2 separate regions of the Bombyx mori genome follow, and region 1 is linked to region 2. Evidence: chromatin contacts called from public Hi-C data. All regions are on one chromosome and are shown on one strand. Each heading gives the region's core, a stretch centred on a gene start, on an enhancer-like site or on the middle of the called end of the contact. The rest is flanking DNA. Distances are from core to core; before and after follow the strand shown.

The links. Hi-C and Micro-C count contacts between places; a contact is called where the count stands out from the background.
Region 1: a Hi-C map of middle silk gland shows a contact between it and region 2, with 2.0 times the contacts expected there. The contact joins two enhancer-like sites. A contact is called at or near these places in 5 of 7 Hi-C or Micro-C datasets (middle silk gland, midgut, an unstated tissue and 1 more).

The regions. Positions count from the first base shown.
Region 1 is chr25:11,410,123-11,414,112 of ASM3026992v2, forward strand. All of the region lies in intron 6 of LOC101739525 (hypoxia-inducible factor 1-alpha), which reads right to left. Among protein-coding and RNA genes, the nearest start is that of LOC101739665, 57 kb to the left of the region's middle. Within about 2 kb of position 1,854, at least 2 of the 8 cell types and tissues checked have open chromatin away from gene starts, as enhancers often do.
Region 2 is chr25:11,367,961-11,372,539 of ASM3026992v2, forward strand. LOC101739525 (hypoxia-inducible factor 1-alpha) reads right to left here. Exons shown (of 12, transcript XM_062676166.1): 9 at 4,379-4,579; 10 at 4,005-4,293; 11 at 3,778-3,935. Among protein-coding and RNA genes, the nearest start is that of LOC101739665, 15 kb to the left of the region's middle. Within about 2 kb of position 2,166, at least 5 of the 8 cell types and tissues checked have open chromatin away from gene starts, as enhancers often do.

The DNA.
Region 1 (3,990 bases), core at 604-3,103, 42 kb after region 2:
GACTGAACGGCGTCGGAATGTATCGGACTGCCGAGGATCTCGGCGGCGTGAAGAAGGGCCCGTTTCCAGGCGATTATACCGCCGAGCCTTTTTAAATTGGATCGGGTCAAATTAGATTCTCTCGCACAAAAAGAAAAAAAAAACATTTATTTCTTCTGTCCCCCGACTTTATTCAAACTATACGGGTCCGGCTTCACGATTATTGTTTCGGTACTATACATTTTACAATCTTGCAACCTAAACTATTTACTATTTATATTTAAAATTCCCTTCAATTTTAATTTTTTTTATTTTTTTTATTGCGTAGTTGGGTAGACGAGCTCACAGCCCAAGTGATGTTAAGTGGTTACTGGAGCCCATAGACACCGTAAATGCGCCACCCACCTTGAGATATAAGTTCTAAGGTCTCAAGTATAGTTACAACGGCTGCCCCACCCTTCAAACCGAAACGCATTACTGCTTCACGGTAGAAATCGGCAGGGTGGTGGTAACTACCCGCGCGGACTCACAAGAGGTCCTAACTCCTACCACCAGTAACTTCCTTCTATAAACAGCTGTTATTTTAGATAATTACTATCATTTTCCGGGGAAAGTTGGCTAGTGCGCCAAATAGTGATGTACAAAAATGTGTACAATGTGAATCACTCACGATTCTCGTTCAAGTTCAAGGCCATAACCGGAAGAATCGTGATCGAAGCGTGAACATAACAATAATGTTATCTTTGCGTTGCGCATTGCTATCAATAGTTACCTACATTACTAACGTCTTTATTCATTCTAATTAAGCTTCAATTACAGGTAAATTTATCTTTATATATGTGGGATCGTTCATGAGTAAAAGCGGGATGAATATAGCGAAATTCTTTATTTTACTTCACAATCACTTCGTACACGTCTTTCTAAAACTTTTTCCTTTTCCACCTACCCCCTCTAACCTTAAACTGCTATCTCTGTCTGAACCTAATAGAATGTTGCCATTGCAACAGGCACAAAATAAATTTAAAAAAAAACTGTAAAAACGTCATAAAAATAACACTCTTCTGTGCGTGTGTTTGTCACTGAACTCCTCCTAAGCAGCTCCTGAATCGATTTGAATGATTTTTTTGTATGTATTTTGGTGGCGCCCTGGATGGTTTAGATTCACAAATCAGCCCGGCAGATGGCGCTGCACACGGTATATAGGTTATTTATCTTTCTTAAAAATTATTTATATGGCAAAACAACGTTTGTCGGGTCAGCTAGTAGCAACATAATTTAGCCAGTAATATCTTATGATACCATAGTCTAGATGTATGCCAAAAAAATTTACGAAAACAACACGAATTATACCTAGCACTAAAGATAGAAACATTCAAACAGGATATGAGAACCAAATGAGTCAACAATCATATGTGATCTAAGCCACGTAAAAACGAACTGTGCGATTTCTAGTTTCCACATATTGCATTATACCGCTGCTCGATGGTTTTACGCGACAGAATTTTTTACTGGTGGTAGGACCTCTTGTGAGTCCGCGCGGGTAGATACCACCGCCCTGCCTATTTCTGCCGTGAAGCAGTAATGCGTTTCGGTTTGAAGGGTGGGACAGCCGTTGTAACTATACCGAGATCTTAGAACTTATATCTCAAGGTGGGTGGCGCATTTACGTTGTAGATGTCTATGGGCTCCAGTAACCACTTAACACCAGGTGGGCTGTGAGTTCGTCCACCCATCTAAGAAATAAAAAAATAAAAAAACAAGGACACAAAATTGCCAAAAAGAAAAAGCTATGACGTGAGCATCAACCATTCCGCTTACACTCTCCGCAGAGACAATAAACAAGCGGTTCGTGTGCCAGATACAGCGACTGCGGAACGAAATTTAAATCGTTTCGATCATGTGACTTCAAACTGCCGTAGGGGGAACACTGTAATACATCATTTCCTTAGTAGCTCACCAGAAAGATATCTGTTAATTGAGCCATGAACGGACACAATCCCATTCAAACTAAATATATTTGTTTCGTTGATTTCTCTCGACTGTTTTACATAGATTTTAGTTTTGAAATCAAATCAATGTTGTCAGTGCATCAAAAAATATTTAAAATTTTCAATTAATGAATCCTTTTACATTCAAACACGTCATTTCGGATCCTCCCGATCCAGTAACGATGCTTTTAGGTACCTCAAGCAACGGTCATCGTTCTCGTCAAATTAACCCTCTGGACACAGCCCACTGAGTTTCTCGCCGGATCTTCTCAGTGGGTCGCGTTTCCGATCCGGTGGTAGATTCTGCGAAGCACGGCTCTTACTAGGGTTTGTGTTAGCAACGCCGTCAGGTTTGAACCCCGTGAGCTCACCTACTAGTTAAGGTTACGCTGAAATAGCTTCTCAAGGCTCTCAGCTTAGGTAGGGGAAAAAATAATTACATTCAGATATCCTGAAAAAACACCGTCTACCTATGTTAATTGAATTATTATTCGAAATATAGGTATTTTATCTATCACGTAGACGACGCGTGTTCACAGCGTGTTCATTACGCGCGTTCAATGATTGTAATCTGTTACCAAGTCAAATGGCCGTTGACATGAATGAACACGGTCCGCGACCTGCGGGCCATTTGGGCACATTCGGGCCGAAGTTGTCGCGGAAACAATTGATTCGATGAAATAATCCGAAGGCCGTTTCAGTTGAACATTTCAAATGTGAAACGTGGAAGCGAAGTAAAATTGTTTTTGGACGCGAGTAAACACGACGAGATCATAAACTTGTTTACATCAACACTTGTACTAATCTAATTTTCCGATAAGATCTGTATGTATGTTGTTGTTGTTGATATTTTAACAAGCGTAAAGGAATATTTAGAACGCAAATTATAATTCATTAAAATTCAATTATGAGATTAATTATTTTCTTTCACGTGATTACAATTTTCCTTTTCAAATAGCACTGATTCTATGAGTAAAAATGAATATTGTTATTTTAGTCCTTAACAATGAAAAAGAAATGCAATCAAAATAATTATATAAATGAAGACGCAATTATTATATGAATCAAAACACGATTCAGCTGTTTACGTAACGTATTATTGAGATTTATTACGCAATAATAATTTTAACGATTTTGATTAGTGTTCATTAATGTTACCATCACCAATTTTGTTTTCCCTTGGAACACGAGCTGGAAGTGGTAATTATATTGAAACGACGGCAAGAATACCCATCAAACGAAACCGCCTATTGGCATTGTGGGGGATATAGAAAATACCAAATGCTATTGGAGACAAAGGGGTTCTGATACAAACTCACTTAACAAAGCCTTCCGTAAAAGGATTCTAGAATAATCGATTTGAAACCGTCTGCCTTCAGCGCGTTCTTTCGACGATCGCTGCATCATCAGATCATTTGCTTGAGAGTGTTTTATAATCAACGACACGATAACGATTTATCGGCCTTGATAGACCCACTGACCGTTGAATCCACAAACAGTTTAGATACTATTAAAATTATGCGTCAGTTTCTAGTTTGGCTTGTCCTACATCAACCCACCAACATTTGTATCGTTACTAACAGCAACAGTAGCGCGAGTAGCAGTCGGAGCGAAACGATCTTGGTTTTTGTGCGTTTTACCGATGACCCGATTAATCGAATTGTTTTTACATTGACAAGCTAGTTGAACCACTGTGGAAACACAGACAATTGTCACTCGCACACAAACCACTCATCCTGCAACTATCGTGTATCGATTGTGTGGTGCTAGAAACTTCGAGAAAGTGTCGATAACGAGGTTTGAACTCAAAATAAAAAATAGCGCGTCAACAAAGCACGACCAAATACACTAAAACTAACGCCAACACACACTCTACGATAAATCGTGAAGATCTAACTACACCGCTGAAGTTGCTTCAGTTCATTGTTGTGGAATTTTATTAATGACGTACTATTGAACAAACCAGTTTCAAAATTCGAATACATAAATCGAAGTCGGAGAGTCGATAATCGTCAATAATCGT
Region 2 (4,579 bases), core at 916-3,415:
CATCAGTTCAGTAGTTTCGGAGCCTATTCAATACAAACAAATCTTTCCTCTTTATAATATTAGTATAGAAGTGTAGATTGGCCAACGTTATTGACCCACATTGCGGATGACTTTTCGATATATTTTTTTACCTATTTTTACAACGTACATTGTACATAGGTACGAGGAGAAATATCGCAAATCAGACGGGCTCCGTCACATCTGAACATATAGTAACAGTGTTGCCATTTGAACTTGGGGTGTACTTTATGCCTATCGCGATTCGGAATTACAATCAACTGTACGTAAAGATAAAAATCAACGACCCCCATAAATCACTCGACTGTTATCGGTCGCCTTGAACAGGAAAATAATGTGCAGGATCAGGGATAGTGGTGAACTTTACGATAAATCATTTTAATACATTAATTTAATATCTGAGGCTGAAATGAGATGCACTTATATGATAACAGTGGGCCTGAATACAAATGAGAATATAGATGAGGCGAGAATACAATTGTCAGTCCGCACGGGTAGGTACCACCACCCTGTCTATTTCTGCCGTGAAGCAGTAATGCGTTTCGGTTTGAAGGGTGGGGTAGCCGTTGTAACTATACTGAGACCATGGAACTTATATCTCAAGGTGGGTGGCGCATTTATGCTGTAAATATCTATGGGCTCCAGTAACCACTTAACACCGGGTGGGCTGTGAACACGTCAACCCATCTAAACAATAAAAAAAATATCTGACTGTATTATTTCATTTTATTTTACAATTAAAAGAGCACGCCCAAAGACCATAAGCAACACCGGGTGGGCTGTGAACACGTCAACCCATCTAAACAATAAAAAAATATCTGACTGTATTATTTCATTTTATTTTACAATTAAAAGAGCACGCCCAAAGACCATAAGCCGAATTAAGCCCAAACGGCATGTTGTAAGTCTCCTGTACAAATGCACAAGCCGGATCTTGCAACTCAACTATACTGCAGTACAGGACGAAGGACACAAAAGCCTTGCCTATTTAGATCAGTGGCTCTTAATTAGTGAAAGATCCTGAGAGAGAAAACCCTCTACTAATTGAAGCTAGGAATTAGGGATTAGTCACAACAGATCCGTGTAGATCGGAGAGGCGATATTTTTTTGGAATAAAGCATTACTGGAGGCCCAAACGCTTTTTCAGTTTCACCAGGACAAACTGGCGGGCGCGGGCTTTGTCGTAATAGGTGGGATTTACTAACAGCTGCCCGAGCACCTCCAAGGGAAACCTAACAGCTCAGAGGCAGCTGCGTCGCGAAAACATCTACTACTAAATTAAAAGGACATATTCATGATAAATCGTTTAATATGCTCTTTCCATGTTTTAAACTATTTTTTATATGATTAGAGACTCAAAATTCATTCAAATTAATTTCAAGTAGTTCCACATTATTCCATACAGTTTTTCGTGGCGTCATTTCTGTCCAAACATGGAAACAATAAAAGGGTTTTGTCGTTCGATTTTATCTGTTCAATGTATCAAAAGAGAAGCGTTATTAAAATAAATCAACTTTAGTTACTTAGAATATTCAAAAGACAAACTTTTTCATAATTTAACGCGGGCTGGTACTAAGGAATCCTTTATGAAAGTGACTGTCAATTTATACCGAAACCTGTTTGCAACTTTCGTCCTGTCATCATAAATGTCAATTTCCTAAAACAGATCTCTTCGATGCTGTGTCATTATAACTCTTCATAATAAAGTCAAAGTTAATGCTCTCGGGAAGGAGGGAAAGGATGAACGAGGACGGATCAATGAAATAACATCGTGCACCATTTTTACAATAAAATGTATTTTTTGTTCATTTATTACATCACCGATAAAGAATAATATCATTCTACAAACATTCGTTGCGTAATCTCTTCGTGACTATTTCTGTCCACATAATTGTGGAACGTCTTTCTTTGCTTTTTTTTGACTTATGAAAACACAGCATCCGCGTGCATAGTGTTTAGTTCATTTAATGCTGGTCGTGAGTATTATTACGTCTGCAAGGGATTAATATTTCAAGACCTTTGCCTGGAACGAAATTTAAATATTCCTACATTCAACATAGTACTCTGCTTCTGGCAGTGGAAAGATCATAATATTAGCGCTCTGCACTCGCGACACGAGCGCTCTGAAACAGGAATGTAGCTGATTACGCGATCCCGTTTGTTCGAACGCTTCTTGCTTATTGGCGTTGGGACTTTTATCCGGCATAAAATAGCTCCTATTCGTCTCTGACTAACCGCAAAACAGCTAGAACCGACGATGAAAGATCGAATTAATGCCCGTTAATTTTGTTTTGTGTCTTTTCGGGAAACATGTAATACAAACACAATATAAAAAAAAAGATATTTTTTTTGTAAAAAAAAGCATGGCGTACCATTCAGGATATTATCAAAATAACCCTTCTACTCATATCTGTTCGTAAAATAGTTATAACTAATGATACCATGCACCCCACGCTTTTTTTACAATAAAATCGTTTTTTTCTTACACTATTTTGAATTCAGATTTATTTTCTATTTTTTAGTTGAATTTTCTATAAAAGCGTATTTTGTTGGTTTCTTTAAATTATTATTTATTTTTCATTTTTTTTTTTTTATTGAATTGTCATCGGTCCGTAATAAGTATACCAAATTTCGAGTTAATCCGACGTTTTGAAGGGGGTCAAAATCATGTTCAAAGATTCCGTTACATACTAATAGTCTTTTAATCGTTCTCACAATCTTGTAAACCTAAGAAAAATCTCATAAGGTTCCCCCTCTGGTTGTTTTAAATAGCGTAAAATGTCATAGCAGCAGTACCTGTATGCACGTGACCGACACGGCGCATTGACGGCAAAGGAATATTCAACACGCGGCTCTCGAGAGCTTGCCGCTAGTGCAGAGCGTGCATTATCGATTTATTATTTTCCGAAACTGCCATGAAAACTACGACTACCTACATAAACTCTCGTAAAATACACGTTACCCAAAAAAATAATCTATGTCGTCGACTTAAAGAACGCTATTTCGTTGTATATATAACATAATTTATATTTCTAGAAAACTAACAGTACATATTATAAAATTTATAAATAATACAGAGCTATATTCCGTGAACCGATTGCAGTGGTCTGCATTCGATCGATACGAACTGTTCAATTCGATTTTAAATTTCACTGAAGAGTCGGTTCACATATTCATTAAATACTTTAATATATTAATTGTCATTTTATTATTAACCGACACGGTAACTACAATATACTAGGAACGATTCAACAGTCAATCACATAACCACAACGATATGCGCACGTTAACTTAAGCACTTAACAAAACATAGTTCGATTAGAATCGTACGTTGTATGTAATAAAGAATAAAAACGGGTTTACCCGCAAGTCTCCTAGTCTAAGTTACGCCCTCGGGCGAAGCACGAGATTGCAAGTCTGTGGAAGATTAATTACACTAAGCAGTTCTAATCGACTCCAACGTCCCATCCGCCTCATTGAATTGTCTAGGCAGACTTCAATCCGGCCCGCTGCGTTTATCGTCCCCCGGACTGATTAAGTCGAACTGAGTATATCACAAGAAACGACGGCACTTCGATTCGTAACGACCAGAACAGAGTTGCTTGCAGTAAGATTTGCTACACTCGATAGTCGAACACTGGACGCGAATTATCACAGTTTATTTTTAGTTGGAGAGCTCAAATTTCAAGCTTTCGCTTTTTGACGCGGCCGGCACTGAACCATGCAGATGTAACCGGCGTCTACGTCACAGCCGCTCACCAGGAGGTTCATGAGGACACTCGACGATTGCGATTTCGGTTTTGGTGCAACTGGGGAGGGACTACGCTTCACGCGTTTGGCACTAGGCTCTTCTTCCTCTTTCATCACTCGTTTCACTCCCGTATCCCAAGTTGATATGCTTCTGCTTGGCATTAGACCTAAAAATACTTAAAATGTGAAAAGGATCTTATAAAATTTTAATAAAAGTTGATTAGACGACTGATTACCTTGGTCTGAGTATATGCTGGTAATGAGATCCTGAGGGGGCGGACCCGTGAGTAAGCGTTGTAATGCCGGTGCCGGTGATGTGTGCGTCTCGGAAGGTTGCGGTCTGGCCTGGCTAACACTGTCAGGCAGGGCTCCCCACATGACAGCCGGCTCCAGCACGGGAAGCTCATCGCTTATAGGTATAAATGGCGAATTGCTGTCGTCAATCTCGTCCGACCTTGTATTATCGAAAGCATCCAGCGACAGCTCTGTCAGTAATGAGGATTGTTCGCAAGACGAATCATTTTCCTAAAACGACAATTCTAAAGTAAAATCTGTTGGAAATTTAATAGAGAAGTAACACATTCGTGAATACTTATAAACGTTTGGTTACCTGTGATTCAGGCGATGATAGTAATGAGGGATCGGGAGCTAGAGGATCTACCGGCGATCCGTTAGCTAAATCATCGCCGAGCAAACTACAATAGTTATCGCTCAATATAAACTCATCAAACATATCAAAAGGACTGTTCTCCAGTGGAATACAAGCGTCACCGGCGGTGGGCGCCAAATGTGTCAGATCTTCCGGCTCGTC